Linked DNA regions of Mus musculus: region 2 is linked to region 1. Evidence: chromatin contacts called from public Hi-C data. All regions are on one chromosome and are shown on one strand. Each heading gives the region's core, a stretch centred on a gene start, on an enhancer-like site or on the middle of the called end of the contact. The rest is flanking DNA. Distances are from core to core; before and after follow the strand shown. Region 1 has its middle 46 kb from the start of Gm4792. Region 2 overlaps Gm32898 (a long non-coding RNA gene).

Evidence for each region. Hi-C and Micro-C count contacts between places; a contact is called where the count stands out from the background.
Region 2: a Hi-C map of bone marrow-derived macrophages shows a contact between it and region 1, with 24 read pairs. The contact joins two enhancer-like sites. A contact is called at or near these places in 6 of 484 Hi-C or Micro-C datasets (bone marrow-derived macrophages and embryonic stem cells) and 2 of 115 datasets of contacts at active chromatin or transcription factors (bone marrow-derived dendritic cells and bone marrow-derived macrophages).

Annotation. Positions count from the first base shown.
Region 1 is chr10:94,340,916-94,348,084 of GRCm38.p6, forward strand. It overlaps a transcript of Tmcc3 not described here. Among named protein-coding and RNA genes, the nearest start is that of Gm4792, 46 kb to the left of the region's middle. Within about 2 kb of position 3,901, at least 12 of the 459 cell types and tissues checked have an H3K27ac peak or open chromatin away from gene starts, as enhancers often do. A contact at or near this core is called in bone marrow-derived macrophages, where this site is marked.
Region 2 is chr10:94,601,522-94,608,690 of GRCm38.p6, forward strand. Gm32898 (a long non-coding RNA gene) reads right to left here. Exons shown (of 5, transcript XR_001779842.1): 4 at 6,167-7,169. Among named protein-coding and RNA genes, the nearest start is that of Gm32898, 19 kb to the right of the region's middle. Within about 2 kb of position 4,155, at least 49 of the 459 cell types and tissues checked have an H3K27ac peak or open chromatin away from gene starts, as enhancers often do. A contact at or near this core is called in bone marrow-derived macrophages, where this site is marked.

The DNA of each region.
Region 1 (7,169 bases), core at 2,651-5,150:
AGGCCCAGAGGCTGGTCTTCTAGATGATTCTACCAAGATGATGATATCATCAGAAGATTTGAAAACTTGCATTGCATCTGCATGGCTACCTTGATTTGGATAGATAGAGACAAAATACCATGGCCCTTTTCAGGGAAGTGTGACGTTGGTATAGAGACTAAATCTCCCTTGGTCGGTGATGGATTTCCTGGGAATACACATTACTTCCCCATTTTTTGGTATCCTGGTGAAAACGTGAACTTTTTGACTATGTCCTAAGGAACAAAGATGGCCATGTATGGATGCATTTGGATTGCTGACTTTAAAGTCTAGAAGTGGACTAAAGAACTGAATTAGTAATCCGTGGAGTAATTAATAGAAGGAACACTGTGTGGAAAGGGGGTAATGATGGGAAACAGAGGTAGGCTTAAAAGCAACGACTTGGCTAGGTGGTAGAAGTCCAGCTATTTTGTTCATTAAGAAAGGTGTTATAAATTCCCAGGCTTAGGACCGCCATAGAAGTTCTGCTGTACGGAGCTACAGTCTTAATTGAAAATAGAGTGATTGAGCCACTTCTGCATTTACTAATGCTATCATCCATGCGGCAGTCTCCAGTGCGTTCTCCTTATGAGACTGGAGGAAATGTGCGACATCGTTTAGTTTTCCATAGCAGGTCCAGTCAGAAAGAGCAGTGTCCCTAGGCACAGACCAGGACATCTGAGTGGTGAGGCTGAAGAGCTTGTACCTGAATAAGTTAGACGCCCGTGTAGCACGTGAAGCAAGCGAAACTGGCCGCTATACCCAGGACGTGGGTGAGCCGCGCAGCAAGGGAACCACGTGGTATACAGAAAAGCTCCGAAAGAGCAAAGGCTTGCGACTGTCATCGCCTTTCGGCTCCATGGTCGAGGCTGCTGAGAATTTCTTGGCTCTGATATTCAGGGGAGCCAGAGATGAATTCTTAGGTCCCATATAGGCTCCTGCATCTGGATGCTTACTCCCCAGTCAGAGATGCTGTTTGGGGAGCCCAGGGAACTTTTGGGAGGGAGAGCCTTGCTGGATGATGTGTGTCCCAGGAGGCAGGCTGTAAGGTTTTATAGTCTCGGCTCACTTCCGGCTCCCTTGTTCTGCTGTCTGAGCGGGGATGAAGAAGCCAGCTTTTTCCTCCTGATGTAGTGCTTTCTCTGCCTGGTGCTGTGCCTCCCCTGCTATAATAGACTCAGCTTACATCAGGGTATTTTATATCACAGCAACAGAAATGTAGCTAAGACAGTTCCCAGCTTTCCATGAGTCCTAGGGACCAAACCCTGATCCTTATGCACACGCAGCAAGAGGTTTCCCCACCAAGCCATCCCCTGGGTCCTCTGTTTTGTTTTTGCTTTGTTCCTGACACCCAAGCGATGAAAACACATGTTTTGGATGAGAAGCAAACGAATCAGATTATGCCCCAGTAACCGTGAGGCAGGAAAGGGAGAGATCTGAGCCTAGTCCTATCCATTTGTTCTGGGAATGCAGAGAAGTGTGACCACTCTCAAGGGTCGCAGGGAGGAGTGTAACCACTCTGGAAAGGTCCCAAGGCTAGGAGGCACTGGTCTGGTTCCAGGTTTGGCATGGCCATCAGAATTGAATCACGGTCTGTGATTTGGATACACGGTTTGAGTTGTTTAGAAAATGGTGAGGTTGGCTCCCAACATGGCTTCCATGCCGATTTTTTCCTCAGTCTGAAGCAAAAATCATCAAAAGGAAACAAATATGTGGTTAGCATTGCACGGTGCTAAATGTGTTCAATTTAACAGACTCTCCTGTTTTCTAATATTAGGTCCTCTCTGCTTTTTATGTTTCATCCTTTTATTAAATAATAATAAGTAGATGGTGGTTGGATTGCTTTTATTTTTTTTAATGACTTTAGTTGGCAAAAAAAAAAGGTGGAGATATTGTTGTAATCCTTTAAGTTTTTTTTGTTTTGTTTTTTAAATTTTAACGGTAGATTAAAAAAAATCTGCCCATAACTCTCAGACCAAATAACCTTTAAAATTCTATCCAGTTCTAACAGTTGGGGATTTTAGCCTTTTCTTTCCACTTGTGACTGTGAGGCGAGAAATTCAAGTGTCAGTTTATATTTGTGTCCCGGAACTGGCTGTATTTTCACCCAGAGAAATCATGGTACCTCCATATCAGCATCATAGATGCCTCATTCCCTTCAGCTTAGACAAAGCCTGAAGCATCGCTTTGTGTCTTAAGTTAGACAAAGCTGAGAAGGGAAGTGGGAGATGGGTGTCCCACATCATTGCTGGGGACATGCTCTGGCTTAGTGTGGCTGCCATCAAACCTCCCCTTGTTATCTGTCACCCAATCTGAAATGAGGACACCCTGTATCCAGAGCCTCGAATACACTAGGCCAGTGATCTAACACTGAGCTACATCCCAGGTCAGTCTTCTTTTATTTCTTTAAACATTTCCCTAGAAACGTTAAAAACAAAACAAAAAGAAACATGGGTTAAGTTTAGCCCGTGGATTATAGTGATAAATAGTTGACTGTGGTCCAGGTCTCTGGAAGGTGCTTTGGGCTGACGATGTTAATGGTACAGATGCAGTTATCCCGTCTGACCGATTCTGCTTTCGGGAATTTATCCTGCAGATATGCTTATAGCTTACCTGAAATAGCAACATACCAAGAGCTAACTGGACACTCACCTATAGGAACTGATCGAATAATAGATTATCCACAAACAGTATGACTTAGCCTTTTAAAAATTCCCGGCAGCTGCCGGCATAGCCTCTCCAGAGGCAGGAAACAGGAGAGGTTTGCTGGTTTGGTGGCTAAGTGCTTGCCAAGAGCCTGTGAAGCTTTGGTGTTGATGCCAGCCAGCACTATAAAAATGTGTGAATCTGGGGAGGTGTGAAGAAAAAATTTTTTTAGCATAGTAGTATTTACTAGCTTTAAAAGACTAGCAAGGCTGGGCGTGGTGTCACATGCCTTTAATCCCAGCACTTGGGAGGCAGCGGCAGGCGGATTTCTGAGTTCCAGGATAGCCAGGGCTATACAGGGAAACCCTGTCTCGAAAAACTAAAAAACAAACAAACAAAAGACTAGCAAGTTTGTGTATGCACACACACCCATACATGCATATTGTGTCCCGTGTACGTATAGGATGCGCTTGTGCCCTGTGTAACTATAGGTTATCTGTCAATGGTGAGTGTCACTGAGGAGTCTGGCTGAGGGACTGAGGGGGGTGCTGGGACATTGATTTTTACTTCATATTATTTTGTAGCTTATGAATCTGGTGCACACGCATGAATCAATCCATGCGGAATTAAACTGAAAATCTTTTTTAAAGAGCTAAAACGAGTGAAATCACTCTAACGTCTAGCACGAGAAAATTTACTCAATTGCTTGAAATCGACCTGAATCATTTTTCAATCACAGGTGAGGCTGCCCTGCCCTAAGAAATATACATAGTTGTTTCCCCTTCGTGGGGGTGTTTTGACAGAATAACAGTTCTCTGTCAGCCTTTGATCGTCTTTCGTGGTGGAACGCCCCTCTCCCAGGGCAGAGTTTCAAGTTTTTCTGCTGCTATCTTTCCTTCTGATTTTCAGACAGCCCACCTGCAAGTTAACTTGACCAATGCACAAACATGAAAGTTCCGGGGGTTGGGGGGCTGTGCTGCTGGTGACTGCTACTATGCGCAGTGACTGCTACTCTGCGCAGTCCGGCCCTTTATTTTTCTGTTTCTTACCCACTAAGTGCAGAGATATCTGGAGTATGTTCCCCAGTGGTCACTCCCTGCTGATGACGTCCACGGTATGCGCACACAGGCCTCTGTGGTCTGCTGTGGTGTTTCCACCTGGGAGATTCTTGGCAGCTTGCTGAGAAGTTCTTGGTCCCTACTCTGACTTGAACGTCCAGCCACTTCCGTATTGGGCTTAGAAGGGCAGCACTGCCTCTCAGGATGGGAAGTGCTTGGAGGTGGCGGGGCGGGGCGGGGCGGGGCAGGGGGGGCGGGGAGAAGGATGCCTGGTCCTGGAGGCAGACAGGACTGGTTGAAGATGAAGAGATAGATACCAGTACCACTTCTCTCCGGTTTCTGGCTTCACCCTTCAAGCCTCACCCATTGTGGCTTAATATTCGGTCAAAAAGGATGTTTGGCCATTCCATGTTGAGGCTTCAGCAGGCACTGCATGCTTCTGTCTGTCCTTTTGCCTGCCCGCCATTGCCGTGAGAAAACAGTCTCAAAGGAAAGCTGCCATGACCCAGGATTTCCTGGCCAAGATCTCTAAATCCAACAGTCAATCAGCTGACACCAGACTGGTGGTCACGTGAGGGTGTGAGTAACCCCAGCCAAGGCCAGCAGAGACCCCCTAACTGACCACCCAGACCCCTGTGCGTTTGCTGTCGGGGCACTAGTGAGGTTCTCTGATCGCTTTCTCTGCAGCATCACTGTGGAAAACAGGTAGCAGACACATGCCGAAATGTTCAGAAACCGCAGGAGGTGGCGCACGCCTTTAATCCCAGCACTTGGGAGGCAGAGGCAGAGGCAGGTGAATTTCTGAGTTCAAGGTCAGCCTGGGCTGCAGAGTGAGTTCCAGGACAGCCAGGGCTACACAGAGAAACCCTGTCTCGAAACAAAAAACACAAAACAAAACAAAAAAAAAGAGTTTTCTTACTTTTTTAGTAGGACACCATTTGACGACACAAAGTGGTTTCTGGTCAAAAGAAAGAAAAACAAGCAAGCAAGCAAGGCCCAAGTTCAACACAACAGATCAGCCAGGGCTATGTAGCAGAGTGAGGAGAGTACCATGGAGTTGGTGAGGTGGTTCCTACAACAGAAGAGGAAATGGAAAAGTCCAGGCAAAGATTGCAAAATAGAAAATGAAAGTCAGGGAGATATGTGGTCACATATATTAAATATGTGTATAAAGTCATCAAATGGTAAACATTATGAGTAACATCTGAATACCTAAATAAGCCTATGTAGCTCAAAAAGAAAAACAATAAAAGAACATAGCCGATAGTAGGAAGAAAACATTTGGCTTTTTAGTGATAATTCCATTACACGACAGTAAAGGGTAGCAAATGTAGATAATGCTCACAGAATTATCAGGGCCTCAGGCCACTTGTGGGTTTATTCATGAGGAGAGCTGTTGATCGGAGTATACACCAGGCACAGCCTGTTGACTGTGACAGGGAAGTGAGCTGTCCAGGAGGGTAGAAACATTGCAAAATCCATAGGACACCCCCACATCCAACATTTGAATGAAGGAACGTCACCTCACATTTCTTGCTGTTAGAATATTCAATCTTTTACATTTTTCTCCAAATTACCTTGAGATTTTATGCAAGCCCACACAGGGGCCGCAGAAGGGCTCTAGCGATGGGATCTTCCTGCAAGTCCAGTTGGTAGGAAAAGATTTAAAAGGCCTTTGTCCTTTGGTTTCAAGGAAGAGAAGCTCTGGATAAAACCAGTTTAAACAAGAGATTGAGGTTTGTCCTTATGTGGGGTGTTTTGGAGAATTCTGAAGTTCTGCAGGATCACAGAACACGAAGCTTCTTTATTTTCTTGTCAACCTTGACGGTGGGCTGGTAACCTCAGCTTAGTGCCTGCTATCCACAACATGGCTGCATGAGCTCCACACATCACATCCTTCATCGAATCATTGTATCTAGAGTGGAGAAAAATGGGTCTCTTATAAGGACAATCTTCTCATGTCTTACTGGCCAGAATTATGACAAACGTTGCTTATACAGAAACAAAATGGCCTCAGTTTAGCCCAAAGCAAAGACGGGTTGGCATTCTTTTCCTTTGCTGATGAGAGGGCTCCTCCTGAAACAGCTGGTGGGGTATTAAATGGACACTGGAACAACATTGTCTCCGAGGCTGCATGGTGGCTCAGTCATTAAAGTGCCTGCCACACAAGCACAAGGACCCAAGTTCGATCCTCACCTACGTGCTGGACGTGGTGGGGGAGGCCTGTACTTCCAGTGCTGGGGAGACAGAAATGTGGGGATCCCTGAGTAGGCAACTAATAGTATTCGGGACAGCCAGTTGATCATGAGGATAATTAAGGGTACTCTGTAGTCTTCTGTGTTGACATATATATATATATTTTTTTTTTAGAATCCTTTTTTTCAATGAGCCCCTTCATTATAAATGGGTATTGTGGCTTTTCCCAAGTATAGGCTAATGTGAGTGTTCTGGTACATGGAAGGGGTGCTGAGCTAAGATTTGATGCTGGTTAGGTCAGTTGTTATTAAATGCACCATCACCTCATAATGGGTTAATCAGTTCATGACCCCATTATGAACAGAGAATCATCTGTATATATCTTATGTGTGTGCCTATTTTTATCTGTATCCCTGTAGGCATGTAAAGCATGAGCCACGGCCATATTGGCAATGTAACTAAATTTAGTAACATTTTACTAAATTCTAAAGTGACTCTTAACACTTTAAAGAACAAACATGGGGAACAGACCAGGAGGAGTGCATTTGGGCTAAGCAAATAGCCGACGGTGGTATAAACGAATAGGATCCATGTCTCTGACACGACTGTCCTCCTGAGGCAGACGCTGGCATAAGCCCCGGAGAGTAAGACAAGCTTGGGGGCGGGGCTGAGCATCCTTCACCCACCTGGCCTTTCTCTATGGTTGCCAGGTGGCTGCCCCAGCACTTTGCCTGGCACGAGGATAAAAGCCTCATTTTAGCAGCCCTACCGTGCCTTGCTGTTGGGAAGGCTCTTCATCACATTAGTCTCTGACAGGCCCCCACACAGAGGCCTCTTTCAGTCCCATTTTCCGGATGCACAGGATGGGTCAGCTGGGTGAGTGATCTGGCCTACTCTTTACATGCTGAAGGAGCCTCCCCCCCACCCCCCCGCCCCCACCCCCCACCCCCATGCTGCTCAAGAAAAGGCGGGAAGGGTGCTGCAGGAAGATGCTGAAGTGCTGCAGGAATCAGCCAATCACCAGCTGGGTCTGAGGAGAGTAGGGCTCTCTACAGGAGACCAGAGGACCCTGAGACCGCTCATGGCTTAAGGCCTGTCTCTTCTTTATTTGCCACTGATATAGCAAAATATCCCAGGCTGGGCACTTGGGCACTTTATAAAGAGATGGTTATGAAGCTCACAGTTTAAGAAGCTTGAAAGTCCGAACAGCGTAGCATCAGCCCCGGAGACCCTCCACCTTGGGGTACTCGC
Region 2 (7,169 bases), core at 2,905-5,404, 260 kb after region 1:
CTTGACTTTTGACACAAGGTACTCCACGCTTGTGCACTTCCCTTTCCCTAGACCTAAGTTGTATGTTCTCGCAGGGATCTCAGATTCTCCTTAGTGAGAAACGGTATTTAAAAGACAATATCTGGGGGCTAGAGAGATGACTCAGCGGTTAAGAGCACTGACTGCTCTTCCAGAGGTCCTGAGTTCAATCCCAGCAACCACATAGTGGCTCCTAACCATCTGTAATAGGGTCTGGTGCCCTCTTCTGGTGTGTCTGAATGGTGGTACATAAAATAAAAGAAAAAAAGAGAAAATACTTAAAATACAATATATGGTGCTATGTCTTCTCTTTATTCTCAACACCCCTAGATCCTCCTAGCAGACAGAGCGGGGAATGCATGGAGTGTCTGTATGGGTGTGTGCATGTGTGCTAATGTATAATGATACATATAAAAATGTATCCGTTTAATGGGCTGCATGGCCCCCTAAAATGAATATACTATATGGAATACTTGGAGACCGGGCCTTGGAGGAGGTGACTAATGGTTGGTTTGGCCATTGGGGTGGTATCTCCATGAATAGCCTTATAAGAAGAGAAGTGAAGGTGGAGAAATTATTTGGGGATTAAGGGCAGAGACTGCTCTTGCGGAGGAACCAGCGTCAATGTCTAGCACCCATACTGCATGACTCACAACTGCCTGTAATTCTAATGCCAGGAGATTTTCCAGTCTCTTCTGGATCTCACAACACCTGTACTTATAAGTGTGCATGTGCACACATGCATATATCCATATCCATATGCGTCCGTACTCACAAACACACACACACATTTAAACATCCTTTAAATCTTAAAAACAATATGAACAGCTGTTAGAACTTGCTTTTTGTATGTACCATTTAAGAACACGGCAAGAAGACAAGCATCCACAAACTAGGCAATGGCCCTCAGCATGGACCAACTTAGCTAACAACCTGGTCTAACCCCATAGCCTCCAGAGCTTAGGAAATACATGGCTGTCCCTCAAGCAACATAACCTGCAGTTTTTGTCATAGCAGCCGGAAATGACTGAGAATATCTATACTTGTTTGTGTATAATTTCACACAGATGCGCACTTAAACCCACACTTATTTCTGCATCTGATTATATGTCGGCAATCAAGGGTGCACACCTCTGACATCAACCAGCATGGCTAAATTTATCCCAGCTTCCCTCCTTTCTGGACTTGAAACTCTTGCCTCCAACAAGGAAACCACCAGCTTCCACTTTCAGTGAAGGATAACTTTTGATGTTTCCTGGCTTCCATGGGAGGAGTTCCATTGTATTAAACCCATCGCTGAATAGAAAATATCCTAAGCTGAAATGCATTTAATATCCCTCACCTAGCAAACATCAGCCTTAACATATCCTGAGACCAGGAAAAGATCCATGCTCAGAACATGGAGTTCGCAGGCATGTTGCTTCCATGCCAATTCAGAGTTGACAAACTTTAAGTAGAACCTCAGAAGTCAAATTGTCTGCTCTCACTCACCTGACCAACCCTCTGTATACAAGTAACAGCTCACCTCTGTTGCCTTGAGTACACAGTGTTTGGTTACTCGCATGCCATGCTGGACTGCTGATGTGTTGGGTCACCTGCCTCATCCCGCTGGGGCCTCTAAAACCCTTGGCAGGTTGCCCTGTTTTATGTGCCTAGGACCTCTCATTTCTTTCATTCCATGAAACACTTCTCCTTGCTCACTTCTTCCCCCCCCCCCCCCCCCCCCACTGCTTAACTGCCATCCTCAAGCCCTGCTCTACACTCTAGGCTACCAACTCTTTCTCCACAGCCCCATGCCTGGCTCTGCCCCTCTGCTAACCAACTTAGAACTATATGGTTCAGGATGGGATAGGAAGGCAATAGGAACAGGAAAAGCAAGATCTCTATGCATGTTTCTCCTAGAAGCCATAGAAAATGACTAGGAGACACTGGGAAATACAGACCAGAAAAGAACCAGTCTTTCCCCTAGAGCAAACCATCACTGTCACTTTCCCTACAAAACAAAGCACACAAAGCAGTACTAGGAAAAGCTGCTGGTTTCTTCTGCTGCAAGAGGACTACGCAGCTGAGGTTGAAATGTTCAGAGGTCACATTTCCTCCCACCCATTCTCAGACACTACACCTGTGCCTGCCATGCTAGCTCCTATGCGTGTGCGTTATGTATGTTCTCTGTATGGCTAGACTTTCATCTGTCTTGTTTATTTTCTATATGCATTGCTTTGTTTTAAAACTGATAAGCTTTCTGCCTATTTCTATACTTAGGTCCTTCCATGGTGTCATTTTTAAGTGATTTTATTGCTTCCCATCATGTATGTGTTTAATCTATATAGTCTGTTGTTGGCTGACTGCCATATTTACTATTATAAATGAGCAACCTTAGCCTTACCATGCCAAGGGGGCTCCAGAAGCCGTTCAGTGTAGTGAAGCAGGTCAGCCACCTTACTTGGCTGGTAAATCGGGTCAACACATCTTCAGTTGTGTGTAATTGGCTGAAACAGTTGTGGTTTGCTTTGTCCACTAAGAAATACTCAGGGAAGGGGTGGCTAAACGAGGGTGCTGAACCTGAGTCTAGACAGTGTGACTGAGGCCCTCAGCTCGGTCCTAGAACCCCCTCATTCTCGTCGGGATCAAGAAAGAATCAAGAGACAGGAAAGAAGGAGAAGATTTTTGAATTTGTTTTTCCTTTGGATTTCTGCCAAGTTGGCTGGCACCTGCTGCCCTAGTCCCCCCACCCCCACCCCTGTCGGGACCAAATCAGTATTTTGTCTGGGTCCCTGGACTAGCAGGTGAGAATTCAAGCCACTTGTACAATCATGGACCTGGCAGAAAGAAGGTGTGTGGGACAGTCTCTGGAATGTCTAGTGTTTTCTTCTGGACAGATGTGGACCACATAGGAGAAACGTCTTGGGGGTTGAGTTGGGATGTACACTCAATGGGTATATGAGGGTAGGGTAGGGGGATCCCAGTAGCAGGAAGCCAAAGGACAGGGCATCTCCATGAGGCTTAGGGATGAGCCCCCAGGATATGTGTAACACCTTAACCCAGTCAAAAGACTGCAAGGAAGAATCTCCTAAAGTGACAGTGGAATAGGAGTCTCCCAGGGGCACCGTGAGAAGCCAGCTCTTTTGTCTGTGGAGATTAGTAAGCTGAGGCCAGCAACAGGAGTTCCCATGTTAGCCCATTGCTTGTCCTTTACCACCCCAAATCCCCGACCAAGCAGACTCATCAGGGAAGAATTGGAAAGCAAGAAGAGAAGAACATGCTGCCAAGCTGAGAAGTCAGCCATTGGTCCCTCTACCTCATCCGTGAGCTGGACATAGACCTGGTGGTAGTTGGGAGATTAGATGCAATATCAGGTCCATGGGTTTTCTGGGTTTGTCTGTTTGCTTGTTTGTTTGTTTGTTTTATTCACCTTGGGCTATTTTATTTTATTGAGACAGAGTCCCATTATGTGGTTCTGGTTGGCCTGGAACCTACTCTGTAGACCAGGTTGGCCTCAAACTCACACTGCTCACTCTCTAAAATGCTGGGATCGAAAGCTTGGACCATCACGCCCTCAAGGCTTGGCCATTTTAAACTCCAAGAACTGTGTCTGTGTTTACTACCAAAAGTGATCTCAGCCTGTTTCCCAAGATGAAGTCATGGATCTGGCAGAGTTTTTGTCCAGGTGTGTTTTATGTCCTGGGGAGTTCCCAGGGATGAGAGAGACAGCAGCAGCAGGTTGACTGTGGACAGCTTGTGAGCTGTTGTCAGTACAGCCGTTCCTCTTAGAGTCAACATGGAGTAAGCGTGGGGATCTGTGCTTCTCCCCACGTTGAACCTTCAGACCTGGTGAAGCCCTATTTCACTGAGGCGAGGGCCAAGCTCATCTGTATCCATCCTTTTCTCCACTGGCCTCATAGCAGCAGTGTTTCCCAACCTGGCCACGCCATGGCAATGTTTGCCCAGCCTGGCTACGAGATGGTCACCCCAGATCTAGGTTGTGCATCCTAGCTCACCCAAACACATAATTGCAGCTGCTGCTCTCTCTGTACTTATTACAGAGAGAGAAGGAAGTCCCTCCCCAAAACCAACCTGTGACCTTGGACCAGAGCTGGGTCACATAAGCACCCCGCCCTGCAACACATCTCTAGAACATTTTCACTTCCTTATTTCCTAAGACACTTCGAGCCACTATAAACTAAAATGGTGTCTCCACCCATGAACTGATCCCAATGAGATCATCAGTCACCTCACTGCTTGAGTGGGTACGGTGTTTCACAAACTATGTACTTTGATTTCTAAATCAGTTGATGCTGCTGGCTTCTTCTTGCCCCTTGAGATCTTGTTTGTCCCCTCACAGGGAGCTTCCTTTCTGGGTCTCCTACCTCTCCATCCCTCTTCAGGGTTCTGTGACTCTCTCAACTCCATTACAGTGTGTGTGTGTGTGTGTGTGTGTGTGTGTGTGTGTGTGTGTGTGTGAGAGAGAGAGAGAGAGAGAGAGAGAGAGAGAGAGAGAGAGAGAGAGGAGATGCCAGAGATAAATATTAGATATCATTCTCCATCTTTATCTTCTTCTCCTCCTCCTCCTTTCCCTCCATCATCTTTGTCATCACCACCACCACCACCACCATCATCATCATCATGATTTTTTTTGAGACAGGGTTTCTCTATGTAGCCCTGGCTGTCCTGGAACTCACTTCATAGATCAGACTAGCCTCGAACTTAGAGATCTGTCTGCCTCTGCCTCCCACGTACTTACTGACTTATTTTTATTTTTGAGACAAGTTCCCTCACTGAAGCTGGGGCAATTGGGCTAGACTGGCCATCCCCTGGGCTCCAGGGCTCTCTGTCCCTGCATTGGGGTCACAGAAGTGTGATGCCATGTCCAGCTTCTGGGTGGGTTCTGGGGATCCAAACTCAGGTCCTCCTGCTTGCATGAAGCGTCCTTTTCAAAGTGAGCTGCCCCTCCAGCCCCCACCCTACCCCCGCCCCCACCCCCGCATATGCTTTCTACACCAGCTCTCCTTGCATTCGGCAGCAGCCTGTGTGACAGATACCCAAACATAAATTCATCATTAGCACTCATCTCTTTTCTCCAGGGTCAATGTAGCCCCGGCTATCCTGGAACTCAATGTGTAGACCAGGCTGACTGGTTCCCAGCCTGGAACTCACAGAGATGCCCCTGCCTCTGCTTACTGAATTTGGGGATTAAAGTGGTGTGCAGTTACTCAACTCCATACTTCTAATTTCTGTATAACATCTCTGCCATGCATAGCCTTAGGCTGAAAACATCAAAGTCTTTCCCCTTACCTCTGGTGTTTTCGTATACCTCCACCTATCCAGACTGGAAGCTGGAGCCCTCACCATTGCCCACCTCAGACCCAGTCAGTACTACCTCCCAATTACATCTCAGAACTGCCACTCGCCATCTTGGCCACACTATGTTTGCCCTGTTTCCACTCTCTCTTGAGTGGTTCCAAACCAGTGCCTGTCTGTTCTGGTCCTCTTCCTGTGTGAGTATAATGCCTGCCACCATGCTAGCCACGTTGCCACCGAAAGATAACAGCTGTCACGGCTAAAATAATAAAACCCATGTTCTGGGGATGGCAGTGGGAAGACCGACAGAAGCCACTTGCCTATCAGCCCCATAGAGCAGCTGAATCAGTGCTGCCAATCACCTGCCAGTGCCATGATGAGGTCACAGAAATGTCTGTCCTACATAAGCCCTGGCTAATTGCATCACAAAACATCTGCTACCGAAGGGATGAAGGAGAAAACAGTCGGAACAAATCTATGACATGTTGATGTGTCAACCTCAAGGCAGCTATTTTAGTGCAAGGGACATATTTTAGTGGGAAAGACAAATTATTAATTATTTAGCATTTTTGTTTTTGTTCCCTATGACATGTTCAACTGATATTATGCCCATCTGTTTGAACAAGATCCATCTTCATTTATCTTTTTTGGATTATTACTGTTATTGTTATTATCATCATCATTATGACTGCTATTATTATTATTATTATACTGGGGCATATTAAGCAAGTTCTTACCACTAAGCTACATCCCCAACATCTTTGTTTTGTGATATAAATCGGTGCTTCCAATAATTTTTCGGGAGGAATTTTAGAATGGTCACCCCCAAACACCTCCAAGTCAAAAATACCTTTCTCTCACAGGTCCCTGTAGCTTCGTTGCTTGTTTTGAGTAACGATGAGGGAGGAAGGGCTCTGTGGGGTGGATAAGGGGAACAGATGTCCAGTTTCCCCAGTACGCACTGCTTTGACCCTGAGAGTGAGAGTTAGAATGTAAGCAGGACTCAGAGAATAGATGGTTAAATGCTAGCTCACAAGTAAAATATAAAGACCATGCATGAGGCTCGGGGACGAGGGTCCTTCTTTCTCTCCTGGAGGTGTTGTGCCAGGGAAATATTAGTAATCCCCCCCAAAAAACAGACAGGAGATGATTGGATGCAACTTACAGCAGGGTCTTTACTCTATTCAAGCTAGCTCAGGCCCCTCAGCTCACTACCGACACGCATGGCAGTTCTGGTGGTGGGGAAGCCCCAAATGTCTATCGGGGCAAGGCTTTATAGTAAACACAAGCAGGGAAGATGTGTGCAAGCATCAAATTGGAAAGCTCCTGTGGCCTTTAACATAATTGGCTGGTGCTGGGAGTCATATCATAAACTTAACTTCTGTTCCCCTCTGCATTGGTGATCGTTAGGCAAGGAGTGGACTTGTAACCTGGGCATGCAGGTTTGTTGAGGGAACAACCTGGAGATACTGGTCTTGTTGAAAGTGTAACCTGGAAACGCTGGTCTTGTTGGGGATTAGCCTAGAGACTGAAGCTAGGCCCAGGTTTTGTTGCGGGGGCAACTTGGAGACCAGTGGAGTTCAAACTTAGGCCAGGCTCTCTAAAATGGAGTCTGAACTTAAAAACTTTGGCATCCAGAGTCAGTTAGTTAACTGGTGTCTTATGGCCTCCATTCCACCCATCCCTACCTTCAGAGACCCACTAGGAGCCCTACTCAAGACCCGTGGAACCCTTAATTGGTTGCCCTATCTCCTAAGAAACATGATGAACTCCACTTGCTGAGGTTCAAAGTCCAGGGTGTAGGTATGATAATGGAGCTAAGAAGCTCACAAGGGCTTGGCTAAAGCTGTCTG